Regions from separate parts of the Sus scrofa genome. Here all the other regions are linked to region 1. A link is a contact called in public HiChIP or PLAC-seq data. All regions are on one chromosome and are shown on one strand. The core of a region is the stretch at or near the end of the contact, and the rest is flanking DNA. Distances in the headings are between cores, read along the strand shown.

Region 1 (3,071 bases), core at 240-2,739:
CAAGATAAGACGTCAAGATTTAACCCCATAAGCCATCGATTTGAAAGACCCAAAGAACTAATTTTTCAAGTCCCAAAGTTCTTGGTTCATAAAACCACAACCAAAAGAAACGTTGTGAGCATCGACTGTCAAACTTTTTTACTGGGTTAGCACCTTTAAATAATAAAACAAACAAGAAAAAACAACCAGTAAGACACGAAGCAACTTGGCAACCAAACATAGTATATGACCCTAACACTAACGGCCTTCTGGTCCAGACCTGCTTTTCCGGGTGCCCCCACGTCCACTAAAGCACAACCAATGGGGGGGGGGGGGAAAGGCTGCAGGACTTCCAGCCGACGAGGTCCCCTCAGGAAAGCTCCCCTTGAAGTTCCCCGGAGAAAACTACGGCCCCCCCCCCCGAAAGGCCAATTCAAGTGGTTTCCTGCCACCCCCATCGTCCCTCCGCTGCACTTCGGAAGCACCAGGAGTCTTCACTAACGGCATTTAGAATCACCACAAACCCCATTCTGCACATGGAAAAAGATGGAGAAGGGAATCAGGACCCACGGCTACACTGGTGAGCAGGCACAGCCTCTTCCCCTCCTACACGACGGACGGGCAGTCTGTTTCTGACCAGTTTCTGAATCCGTCTTAGAAGCTTCGGGAACCCGTCCGCCCCGTAGGGGACCCCGTCACCACCCACCCGCCCCGACGGCCCCGCCAAGCCAATCAGCGCCCTCTGCTTGAGTTGCCGGGGGAAGAGGGGACGCAGGGCGCGGGCGGCGTCGGGGTTCAACCAGGCAGCTGTCCCGCAGGCAAAGGGGGTCCCATGTGAGGCTCCCTCTCCGGCAGAGCGTCCCCCCAGTTAAGCCGGGCGGGCCGGGAGGAAGAGAAGGAAGAGGAGGAAAAGGCAACGAGAGAGGAGTGGGGCGCTGCGGTCGGTCGGCTGAAGCCGCGCCGCCCACAAACTCACCAGTCCTCAAGCAGAAGCCACCGAGCGCAGCCAGGAAGCAGACACGCGAAGCACGCGCGGGGCGCTGCCTTTATAGCCCGTGAGGCTCTCGCGAGAGTCAGGGCGGGCCGGGGGTGCGGGCGGGGGAGACGGAAGGGGGATCTGGCCCCAGCACCGCCCCGACCCAACTCGCCCCGCCGGGATGACTCAGCGCTTTCCTTCCCTGGGGGCGGGCTCGGGTGGAGACAGTACCAATCCCCTCCTCGCCTTCGAGGGTTGAGGTGTCCGCGGAAGGCACCTTTTAGATCAATCACTTTCCTTCCCGATGCCTCCGTGAATCCAAGATTTGAGGCGGGGCGGGGGTGGGGGAGTCCGTGCGCCTTGCCCTTCAAGCCCAAACCTGGGTAAAGGTCCTCACTGCTGCCCACGGAAGACCCCCCCCCATCGGGCCGGAGAAAGATCTATCCAAATATTTCTCAGATATTCCGCCCAGATTCCCACAACCTCTGCTCTAGTGCTGATCTCAGTAACCCAGATTGCTTAGACAGCCTCCCTTAATTGCTCTGTCTGACAGCAGGATGGCTGCTTTTCCATCTCCCTCTATGGGTTCCTACCTCTGCCTTCCCTTCCCATCCATTCCACTGCAGCTGGAGGGACTCTGAAATCTGACCATATTACTCACGCCTCTAATTTGTGGTTCCGAAAAACTGATCCTGTATTCTTGAGTTAAAACTCCTCACTGTCATTCTGTGTGACCTTCATGCAAGAGTCTTAATCTGTTAGCCTTACTCTTCTCCCCTGTAAAAATGGGAATGCACCACGAGTGTGGCCAAAAAGAAAAAATAAAAACAAGTAAATCCTTAAAAAAAAAAAGAAAGGGAATGCTATTAACTCTTTGTTGAGATCATCTCTGTAGTTTATTTAGCACAGTACCTAGTTCTTTGCTCCTCTTTGTAACACCCAGAACAGAGTGTAGCTGTTTCACGCCTTCAGGCTCTTGCTCAAGCACAAAGAACCTGTTCCTATTTGGCCTAGAGAAAACGTATCTGAAGATAGCTGAAGCACTACTTCCTCTGGAACTCTTCTTTCACTCATCCCCAGAATTAACCATTCCCCTTCATGCCCAAACGATAACAACAACAAAAACCTTTTAGGTCATGGCTCAGTGGTTAACGATTCCGACTAGGAACCATGAAGTTGCAGGTTCAATCCCTGGCCTTGCTCAGTGGGTTAAGGATCCCGCGTTGCCATGAGCTGTGGTGTAGGTTGCAGATGCGGCTCGGATCCCGCGTTGCTGTGGCTCTGGCATAGGCCTGTGGCTACAGCTCCAATTCGACCTCTAGCCTGGGAACCTCCATATGCCGAGGGAGTGGTCCTAGAAAAGGCAAAAAGACAAAAACAAAAACAAACAAACAAAAAAACCCACAAACCTTTAAAGCTAATTTACTTGTTTATGTGTTTACCTCTCCTTATTAGACTGACTTTCTGGAGGGTAGGGTTTGTTACATCCACCTCTGATTCCTCAAGTCACAACATAACAGCTGATATAAAATAGGAATGTTAAAAAAAAAAAAAAAAAAGGAATGTTTAAGAAATAATATTGTGTTCCCCTTTCTGCCCCCATCCCCCATTATTCTCCTAACTCCATTGGACCTTTATAGCAGGATAAGAAAGAGGGAAGTGCTGTGTCATGCTGGCTGGGCATCTCAATATTTGGAGGTATTTATCATCCTGCCATCAACAGAAGTGATTTTTTGTTTTTTCTTTCTCTGAGGCAGAACTGTTACTTGGGCATTATTCATTTCCTTTTTTTTTTCTTTTTTTTTTTTTTAATTGCTGTGGCCAAGGCTTTAGGGCTTTCTGGGGCCAGGGTTCTGCCTGTACCACAGCAGTGACCCGAGCTGCTGAGTGACAACACCAGATCCTTAACCCACTGCACCATAGGGAACTCATTTCCTTTTTTTTTTTTTTCCCTTTACATGTCCTTTTTTAATTTATTATCTTGAGTGTCATTATTGGCTCCCATTAGAAATTGTATTCACTGGTCTATGACTGATCCCAGGTGTCAAAACCAGCAGATATTGGATGTCCACAGGAAATCTGTAAAGCAATCATAGTATTCAGCTCATTTTATTTA
Region 2 (2,990 bases), core at 36-2,535, 160 kb before region 1:
AAGTGAACGAGTTGAGAGTCTTTGGTGGGAACCAAAGCCCCTGGGAAAGGACTAGTGTCCGGTAGGCGCAGAGCATCTCCCGGTAGCAGGAATCGTGTTCAAACCCCCTGCAGGTCAACTATACCTCCTAACTGCTGACAATTTGTCCCTGCTAGAGTCCTAATTCAAGTCCCTATTATCACGCATCAGGGTTACTTAAAAGGTGTCCCTGCTACCGGGACGCTCTCATCTCCCGCAGCCTCATTTCCCGTCCCGCTCCCCGCTTCTTTCACTTCCTGGGACGAAAGGCGCTCTCCACCCTCCCCAGGAACTTGCCCATTCCCAGAATATTGCTCTTTCTCCACACTCCCCTGTCTCTGCATAACTCATATGCGTGCTTTAAGCTCAGCTCGGGCAGCGCCACCTCCTCTGGGGGGGAACCCCCGCACCCCCGTCCCGGAGCACCCCTCCCCGCGCCGCGGCGCTCAGGTCCACATTCCCGCCGCGCTGTGGGCGAATTACCTCTCGCGCGGTCTCGCGCGGCCGGCTCCCGACTGGACGCCAGGGGGCGTGGCTCCGGCCAATCCGGGAGGTCAGCGGGAACACGCCAGCCAATAGGCTCTCAGCGCGCGCCGGGCCCGCTGCTCCGCGCCAGCCCCGGGAGCTCTGAACGGAAGTCCGACCTGTCGGCGACCCAGGGGGCGAGGCGAGGCGCCGCCACCTCCCCGACGGCGAGAGCCGAGCCGGGGGACGAAGCGGAAGTCCCGCGGACCCACTGACTATACTGAAGAGAGACTCGCGGTGTCATGGCCGCCGACAGTGACGACGGCGCAGCCTCAGCTCCAGCCGTTTCTGACGGTGAGTGGCTTCCCGGGGACAGCTTTGAAATCCTGTACGTTTGGCGGGGCGGGAGGGCCTCAGGTTCACTGTTCGAAGAAACCGACCTCAAGTTTCAGAGGACTAGCTGCTTCCTTCTGGACCAGCCACGAGGAGACTACAAGTCCCGGCGTGCACCGCGACGCTGGCTGCGGAAGTCTGGCGTGCTGGCGCGGAGTCGGGACGTGCAGGGGCGTGCCGGGAGATGCAGTCCGGAGCTCGAAGCTCTGTTAAGCGGGGCGGGTGGGGAGTTGTGGGCAGGAAGTGGGACGGATGCGGGCGTAATGTATCAGGCTCTGCGCGCGCTCTGGCTGCTGCCGCGTGTGGCTATGAGGTGCCCCGGGAACGGTGCTGTAGAGCCTTGCAGGATATTAAAGGAGCCGAGGTCCTCCATCCTTGCAAAAGATTTCGTAGAGGATGTGGGGAAAAGGAACCTCACAGATCATCGAGCCCAACCTTAGTCTTTTACAGGTTTTGATGCTGAGGAGGAAGACACTTTCCCAGCCTCATAATCTTCTGAAAGACCTGGGCTTTTTTTCCCCAAAATCGGGGCACTGTGCACCCCAAGGCCTGTGTATTGAGCATAAGTGATACAAAGGCTTGAGGGGAAAGCTGCCATATCTTGCCTAAAGAGAAACTGCTCCTGCCTCTGCCCCCAGCCATGGCCTAGCTTAGTGTTTGTTCTCATGGGCCCTCTGCCTGAGCGTCGTCACCCTCCTTACCCCCAGGTGGTGTCCACCAAAGCACAAAATCTGGGGAGGAGCTGGCAATCCAGGTTCCCGTGGTGGATGTACAAAACGACAACTTCAAGGAAATGTGGCCGTCCCTCCTGCTGGCCATAAAGACAGCTAGCTTTGTGGCTGTGGACACGGTGAGGGTTGGGGAACTGGGAGAGCCGGTGGTTGTGAGGGGGCTGGTGCTGCGGACCTAACACAGCTCTCTCTTTGCTGACGCTTAGGAACTGAGTGGGCTTGGGGACCGGAAGAGTTTGCTGAACCAGTAAGTGTAAGCCCTGATCTCTTTAGTCCTAGCCTTGGCAGGAGGGGCAGAGCTCAGCCCTGGAGTGGAGGTCACAGTCCTGGGTGGTTTGGGTCCGTCATGAGGCTAAGTCCCAGCCACAGCCACTCCCAACCTCAACCCCAAGGTGCATCGAGGAACGTTACAAGGCCGTGTGTCATGCTGCCAGGACCCGTTCCATCCTCTCCCTGGGCCTCGCTTGCTTTAAGCACCAGCCGGACAAGGTATGGGCTGATCTCACCCTCTCCCAGGTCTGTGGCTGGGGGAGGAGGGTTGAGATCCTAGAGAACATCAGCTGTGAGGTTTTTTCCTCCCAAGGCTTGACGTAGCAGAACCTCCTTCTCTCCCAGGGTGACCATTCATACCTGGTCCAGGTGTTCAATCTGACCCTGCTGTGCATGGAGGAGTATGTCATAGAACCAAAGTCCGTGCAGTTCCTGGTCCAGCATGGTTTCAACTTCAACCGGCAGTATGCCCAGGGCATCCCCTACCACAAGGGCAACGACAAGGTAGGACTCCAGCCTTGAGGCGGCCCTTTCTGTGACTTCATTTCTTACTCCTCTTTGCGGCTGGGTGCCTGGGGGAGGATCTGTTTCTTAGGCACATGGGGCGTCGTGACAGCTGGGGAAACAAAACATACCTTGGTGAAGAGCGCTGGATTAGACAGCAGGAGAGAACTTTCCAAGTGAGGGAGCCTGGGATGTATGTGTCCTGCAAAAGAGGCTTCCCTGGGGACTCTGTCCTTCCCAGTGACCCCTTTCTTTCCACCCAGGGCGATGAGAGCCAGAGCCAGTCAGTGAGGACCCTGTTCCTGGAGCTGATCCGGGCCCGCCGGCCCCTGGTGTTGCACAACGGTCTTATAGACCTGGTGTTCCTGTACCAGCACTTCTATGCGCACCTGCCCGAGAGCTTGGGAACCTTCACTGCTGACCTGTGTGAAATGTTCCCAGCTGGCATTTATGACACCAAATATGCTGCTGAGTTTCACGCCCGCTTTGTGGCCTCCTACCTAGAATATGCCTTCCGGAAATGGTGAGGGACTGGTTGAGGGAACAGGGTGGGGCCTGGTATTGTCTTGACTATTTCACTCACTTAAGACATTGATTGAGTGCCTCCCC
Region 3 (3,016 bases), core at 66-2,565, 230 kb after region 1:
TGTAGGGTACATTGGTTGTTTTTGTAGGCTCTGGTATCTGATATACCTTGGTTTGAACACCGCCTCTGCACTTATTAGCTGTGTCATATTCAGCATGTTATGTAACTTGAACCTCAATAAATTGGAAATAACACAACTTACTTCTTGTGTGCGTATGTGTGAATTGAATGCACAGTGTCTGGTCTTTAGTAGGCACATTATAATGTTAGCTATTATTACCTCTCAGAAAGGGTTCAGGGAGGAGGCCTAGGAAAAAATAGAGAAAGCCTTTAGGAAACGCTACTGTGAAAAGAACTTGGTCAAGTCAAAAGAGGAAAAGTATAGTGCTGTGGCCAGAAAGAGGAGGTCAGACAGGGCTGAGCTACAGCCACGTTGCTGAGCAGATGAGTCACTGAAAGTGATGGGCTGAGCTGCCCAGGCCACAGCTGAACTCTGTGGCCAGGCTGGTCTGTGCTGTAATATGACTTCATTGTCAGTGAGGAGTCGTGGGGGTGTTCCGGAAGCCCTTAGGTCTTCCCCTTGCCCCTGGAGGAATGCATCACTTCTTCCTCTTTTATAGCCCCCCCCACCCCCGCTTACTTTCTGGAAGCATAAGGAAACAGTGGGAAGGGACGGGAAAACCAGAGTCCGAGTCCTGTCTAGTTTGCTCAGGGGCCTGGTGCCTGTTCCTTCGCCTTGGTCTTCTCTTTTTTTTTGGCCGCTGGCGGGACGTGAGGAAGCTTCTGGGCAAGGGATCCAAGCCCCGCCGGAGCAGGGACCCCAGGCGCAGCAGTGACCCGCTGTGCCACAACGGAACGCCCACCGTGGTCTTGTTATCCGTAACAGCACAATGGGCAGACCTGCCTTCTGTGCGATGTGAAGATTTGACGGCGGTGGGCAGGTGCTCCGTAAAAAGGCACGCTTTGGTGTTGTGTTCCCTGGTTCCATATTTTGTCTCCTTAGGGCTCCTGGTTCTTCCTGCTCCCCGCCTAGTTCCTCGAGCACGCTTATCAGTGCTAATTCATTTTTGGATCCCCAGCCCTTCGCGTGGCCGGGCATTCAATTTCATGAATGGATGAACGAACGAATCAATGAGCGCTCGCCGCGGCCGCCGGCGCGTCGGGCCCCGCCCCCTTCCGCTCTGCCTCCTCTCCCCGCGGCGGCCGCGCGGTGGGGCCACGGGCGGGTCTCTCGCGACCGTTCGCTGGCGCGTGCGCGGGAGGCCGCGCGCGGCCGGAGGTGGCGGGCGGGCTCCCGGTGCGCGCGCGCGCGGGGAAGGGAGGGGCGGGGCCCGGCCCGAGGCAGGCAGGCGGGCCGGCGGGCTGGCGGCCGGCGGCTGGCGCTGGAGCGGGCGGCGGCGGCGCCGGCGGCGGGGGGCCGGCCGAGCGTGTGCCGGGTGGGGGGAGCCGAGGCCGCGGCGATGCTGCCGCCTCCGTAGGGAGCGCCGGGGAGGCTGCGGCGCTTGAGGCTCCAGGGAGCGCGGAGGAGCTGCGGGCTGGGGTCGGTGGCTTTGGGCGCCTGCCCCGCCATGGTGGCCGCGGGCGGTGGTTGGCGCGGCAGCGCTGCGGCCCGGGGCCGTGCGGGGCCGGGACGGTCGCGGCGCTGACGCCCGCGGTGCCCAGCTGCAGATATGAAGCGGAGCCGCGGCCGCGACCGACCGCAGCCGCCGCCGCCGCCGCCGGTCGCGCGTCGGGAGGATGGGGCTCAGCGGGCGGCGGAGCTGCCCCAGCCCTTAGCCCCGCGCCGGCGAGCGCCGCCCGGGAGGCAGCGCCTGGAGGAGCGGACCGGGCCCCCGGGGCCAGAAGTCCCGGAGCAGGTAGGGCGGGCCGTGATCTGGAAAGGAAAGCCTGGGGAAGGGGAGCCTGAATGGGAGCGAGGAGGGGGAGGGCTCGCTCCGGCGGGAAGACTTGAGCTTGGGCGTTGAAGGGGTGGGGACTGAATAGTTCGGCAGGAGGAATGGGAGGTCTGGAGAGGCGGAAAAATGGGGAGTGGAGACTTGGAAGTGATGGTCTGGGGTTGATGGGAGATGAGGGAGCAGGGGGATGAAAACCGGTCCTCTGAGCGTCTGAGGTCAGGATGGGAAGAAGGGGCGATGGAATGTGGGCTGGGAGTAAATGAAGTGCAAAGAATAGGCTCACTAAAGCGGTGTGGAGGAGTTATCCCGAGGGGTAAATAGTGGCGTAAGGTAGGGACCGTCAGTATGATCATGTGCGTTATCCTTCTCTTGGAGATGATCTTGGCAGTTGTGAAAACGGATGTCATTCTTAAGAATTCTCTGATTTTTCATCATTATAGTCTTGTAGGCGTATGATCACAATCATTCTTAAGTTTTGCTTCTGTAACTATCCCTTTCCTGAGAAAGCACTTTTTAAAACATAGGCTGTTAACATCTGTGCTTTGGGGATGGATGAGTGCAATCTCAAGCCCAGTACAGTGAGCAGAGAATTCCTGGGTACAGTTTTCCGCGTTGTAGGAGTTTACCACGGCAGACACCGTAGTGGGAAAACATATATGGAAAGAAGTGCCAGAAGTTCATGGGGTTTCCGAATGGACAGGATGTGTTCATATAACTTATCAAGTGTAGGCGTATTTAAAAGGAGGGATAAAGGTCAGTTTTATTTGTCGGGAGGAGTCGTCACTAATAACTGTAGGACGTTCAGTGTAACAGTATGTGGCCCTTGATCTTGTGGGATTGACAGAACAAAAGTTCTGTAGTAATGAACTCTAGGGACACCTTTCCTTTCGCACGCTCCACTTACGACCCTAGTGACCTTATCTTTGGGTCTTTCAAGAGTTCTTTTAGGTCGCCTGCCTCTTTCCTATATGTTAAATAAGCATTTTTCTTAGACATCGTTCTTTATGATGTCGTTTCAGTGGTGCACCTGTTAGCACATGGATTTTTTCCCTCTTTTGTTCCTTTATATTCTCCACCGAGTCCTGAGTAGACTGTGCTGTTGGCTGTCTCTGGCCTTGCTCTCAGGCCTTAGATCATTGTCCTCCCGTATAATTTACCCCCTCATCCACACCTTTTATATTC
Region 4 (2,908 bases), core at 266-2,765, 140 kb after region 1:
GTTTGATACTCCCCTTCCATTGCCTCTCCCGACACTCGGGCCTGGGCGCGTGCGAACGAGTGGGTGGGTGTGTACGGTGTGCCCGTTTCAACACGCCCCTTCGTCCTGCACACCCCACCTCTGGGGAAGCACGCCTCTCCGAACTACCTCTACAGGTGCTCACCGGTAGGCGTGTGTGTTTGCCGACCCCTTCCCACTTTCGGCTCCTGCCTTCCACGTGCGCGCGCGTCGCTAAGACTCCAGCCCCCAGCGGGCCTCGCTGCCGGGCTCTGGAGTCCTGCGCGGCTGGGCCCGAGGCGTTGCCCACTGGGAGTGCTAGTTCCGCCCGACCGCTGGCGTCACGCCCCTGTCCCAGCACCGGGAGGATTTCGGGTCTGAGTCTGCTCCCGTGCCAGGGCGGAGAAGCTGTTTCTCTGACCCAAAGTTTCATTGGGTGTCGCGTAACGGGAAGGGGCGGCGCTGCCATGACGGAGGAGGAAATAAAAGTGAAAGCCGATAGCGGCTGGAAGGGGTTAGCATCAGGAAGAATGTGCTGTGAGCCCGTTCTGCACGCGAAGCTAAACCTTGAGAGAGCTGGTAACCAGGAAGCTAGACTACATAGAATCTGGAGGAATGTGAAACTGGCCATCCTGGGCCGGTTCAGGTCTCCCATTGTCTTCAGACAGATACGTCTAGTGGTGCTTCCTTTTTTTTTTTTTTTTCCAGCCGCACTCGCGGCGTAGGAAAGTGCTCTGGTCAGGGATTCATTCCGAGCCAGAGCTGCGACTTACGCCATAGCTGCAGCAAGGAGAGATCCTTAACCCATTGCAGTGGGCTGGGCATCCAACTGGCACCTCTACAGAGACAAGTGGGGTCATTAACCAGCTGTGCCACAGCGGGAACTCCCGATGACAGACTGAAATTGAAGCTCAGAGAAGGGAAGGGACTTGCTCAAGGTCACCTAGCTCACAAACAAAAGTTAAAGCGGAGAGCGACAGGAGGAATAATCTAACTTCCGGGTCACCCTCAAGCCCAAGACTCTTACCACGTCTTTCATGGAAGTGAAAGTCCTGCCCCGGTGCTTTTTATTTCTTAACTAAGTTTTCAGTTAGCAGCAAAGAAAATGAAGTGGAAACAGGTGTTTGTTTTCTTAGCTAGTATTAGTTCAGGACCCCAATGAGAAGGGAGATGTGCCCCGTTGATCCTAGAAACTTTGTTGTTACGCAAAGTAAAAAAATGAATTCCAGAGATAGCAAGCAATTTGGCCAAGTCATACTTGGCCTAGACTCCAAATCTCTCCTACCTTGCTCCACCACCATCACTCTGAGATGGTTCCAGTAGTTTCACTCCACCTTCCCGAACTCTGCGGAGCAGATTCTTCTGGCTGGGAAACCTGGAATAGAAAGGCAAGGACCGTTCAGATGCCCTAAGAATTCCAAAGCCGGCTTTCACTAGAATCAAGATGTTAGAGTCCAAGACAGAAAGCCTGGAATTGGGAACCAGTTAGGGGTGGTTAGGTCTCCAGCCGGACTGATTTTTTTCCGGCTCCCAGGAAGTGGGAGGCTAATAACCCCCACTTGCCGGAAGTGCTTTTTCCAGAGAGCCTGGCCAATCTTGCAGCTCAGCTTTCCACCTCCCCGCGCGACGCTGGCAAGTAAGTAACAGCGCTGCTGCGACCAGTGCAGGTTGGGAAAGGGGGGCACCAAGCCTTCAGAGTAAAACTGAAACCGCAGGCACAGTTGGGCACAGTTTCCCGAGGATCTTTGCATCCAGACCCCGCCTTCCCTTTTCTCTGCTGTCGGCGCTGAGACTTGCATTTTGCAACTCTTATATTTGAGGCAGTGGAAACCTTGAGCTTTTTCACCAAAATTGAGCAGATTAACACTTGGGGCTTTGTCCTTTAAACCCCTCACCAGTTGCCGTCCTCAGGCTTTTAGGGTGTCACTTTTTCGCTTCAATACTCTTGAGATGGGAAGCACATGTCACCTTGCATAGAAAGTTCGAAAGGTTGAGGGAGCATTAAGCTTTTTAATGGGGTGATTTTGAACAAAGGTGAATGTGTGGGCCATGCGGATACGTGTGTCTGGGAGTCAGGAGTAGATGTGTGTTATCTAACCTCTGCTCAGAGGCCAGAGATAAACGTCCTGCTTGCTTCCTTATTCATAGAATGAAGACACTGACTGGCTGGTGTACAGAATTTCTTGACCCAGCCCTAAGATCTGTAGTCAAGAAATTAGTTCACCAAGTTTTTTAATCAAGCAGCAACTGTGGGGTTTGGATTTTTAGACACCTCATTCTTCTGGTTAAGAATGGAACTCATGTAAACATGATAGATGTAGATTCATATTTTCACACAGCCACTTACTGGGCTGCTTATATTGTGTAAGGTGGGAATAATAGCTAATATTTTTTGAGTGCCTACTTTGTGTTAGGAACAGTTGTCAGCTCTTTACATGTATTGACTTTTTTTTTTTTTTAAAAATACAAAGACCCTATGTAGTTATTATAAGCCTTGTAGATGAGTGAACTGCACCATAGCCAGCTTAAATAATTTGTCCAAAGTGATATAGCTAATACTATGTTGGAGCCAGGATTCCAAACCAGATTATTTGACTCAAGTCTGCACTCTAACTTAACAGGCAATACTGTTTCCAGCACCAAGTTGATGAGGTCATTGTATTGAATGAGTTAGTGCATATAAAACACATAGTTACAGTGCCTGCTAAATTGTATTGATTGCTACTATCATTACTTTGAGCTGTAAACTACAAAGCCCCAAAACATACCTTAAGGGAAAAAAAAAAAAAAAGCAGAGAAGCTATATGACTTTCAGTGTTTTGTCTTTTTTTCTTCGGCCGCACCCGTATGGAAGTCCCAGGCTAGAGGTCGAATTGGAGCTGTAGCCACCAACCTACGCCAGAACCACAGC

Evidence for each region. HiChIP or PLAC-seq counts read pairs in DNA pulled down with a chosen protein or histone mark.
Region 2: an H3K27ac HiChIP or PLAC-seq map of alveolar macrophages shows a contact between it and region 1. The contact joins the promoter of MUTYH here to the promoter of PRDX1 in region 1. A contact is called at or near these places in 2 of 2 datasets of contacts at active chromatin or transcription factors (alveolar macrophages and skeletal muscle).
Region 3: an H3K27ac HiChIP or PLAC-seq map of alveolar macrophages shows a contact between it and region 1. The contact joins the promoter of MAST2 here to the promoter of PRDX1 in region 1. A contact is called at or near these places in 2 of 47 Hi-C or Micro-C datasets (embryonic fibroblasts and fibroblasts) and 1 of 2 datasets of contacts at active chromatin or transcription factors (alveolar macrophages).
Region 4: an H3K27ac HiChIP or PLAC-seq map of alveolar macrophages shows a contact between it and region 1. The contact joins the promoter of GPBP1L1 here to the promoter of PRDX1 in region 1. A contact is called at or near these places in 1 of 47 Hi-C or Micro-C datasets (embryonic fibroblasts) and 1 of 2 datasets of contacts at active chromatin or transcription factors (alveolar macrophages).

Annotation. Positions count from the first base shown.
Region 1 is chr6:165,845,808-165,848,878 of Sscrofa11.1, reverse strand. PRDX1 (peroxiredoxin-1) reads right to left here and starts at 1,489. Exons shown (of 6, transcript XM_021096742.1): 1 at 956-1,489.
Region 2 is chr6:166,001,148-166,004,137 of Sscrofa11.1, reverse strand. MUTYH (adenine DNA glycosylase) reads right to left here and starts at 1,285. Exons shown (of 16, transcript XM_021096748.1): 1 at 502-1,285. TOE1 (target of EGR1 protein 1) reads left to right here and starts at 568. Exons shown (of 9, transcript XM_003128045.4): 1 at 568-837; 2 at 1,584-1,726; 3 at 1,814-1,854; 4 at 2,000-2,096; 5 at 2,223-2,381; 6 at 2,645-2,904. The coding sequence starts at 786.
Region 3 is chr6:165,618,328-165,621,343 of Sscrofa11.1, reverse strand. It overlaps MAST2 (microtubule-associated serine/threonine-protein kinase 2), which reads left to right and starts at 1,315. Exons shown (of 34, transcript XM_021096724.1): 1 at 1,315-1,795. The coding sequence starts at 1,610.
Region 4 is chr6:165,707,571-165,710,478 of Sscrofa11.1, reverse strand. GPBP1L1 (vasculin-like protein 1) reads right to left here and starts at 1,515. Exons shown (of 12, transcript XM_021096736.1): 1 at 1,283-1,515. TMEM69 (transmembrane protein 69) reads left to right here and starts at 1,496. Exons shown (of 3, transcript XM_021096737.1): 1 at 1,496-1,633.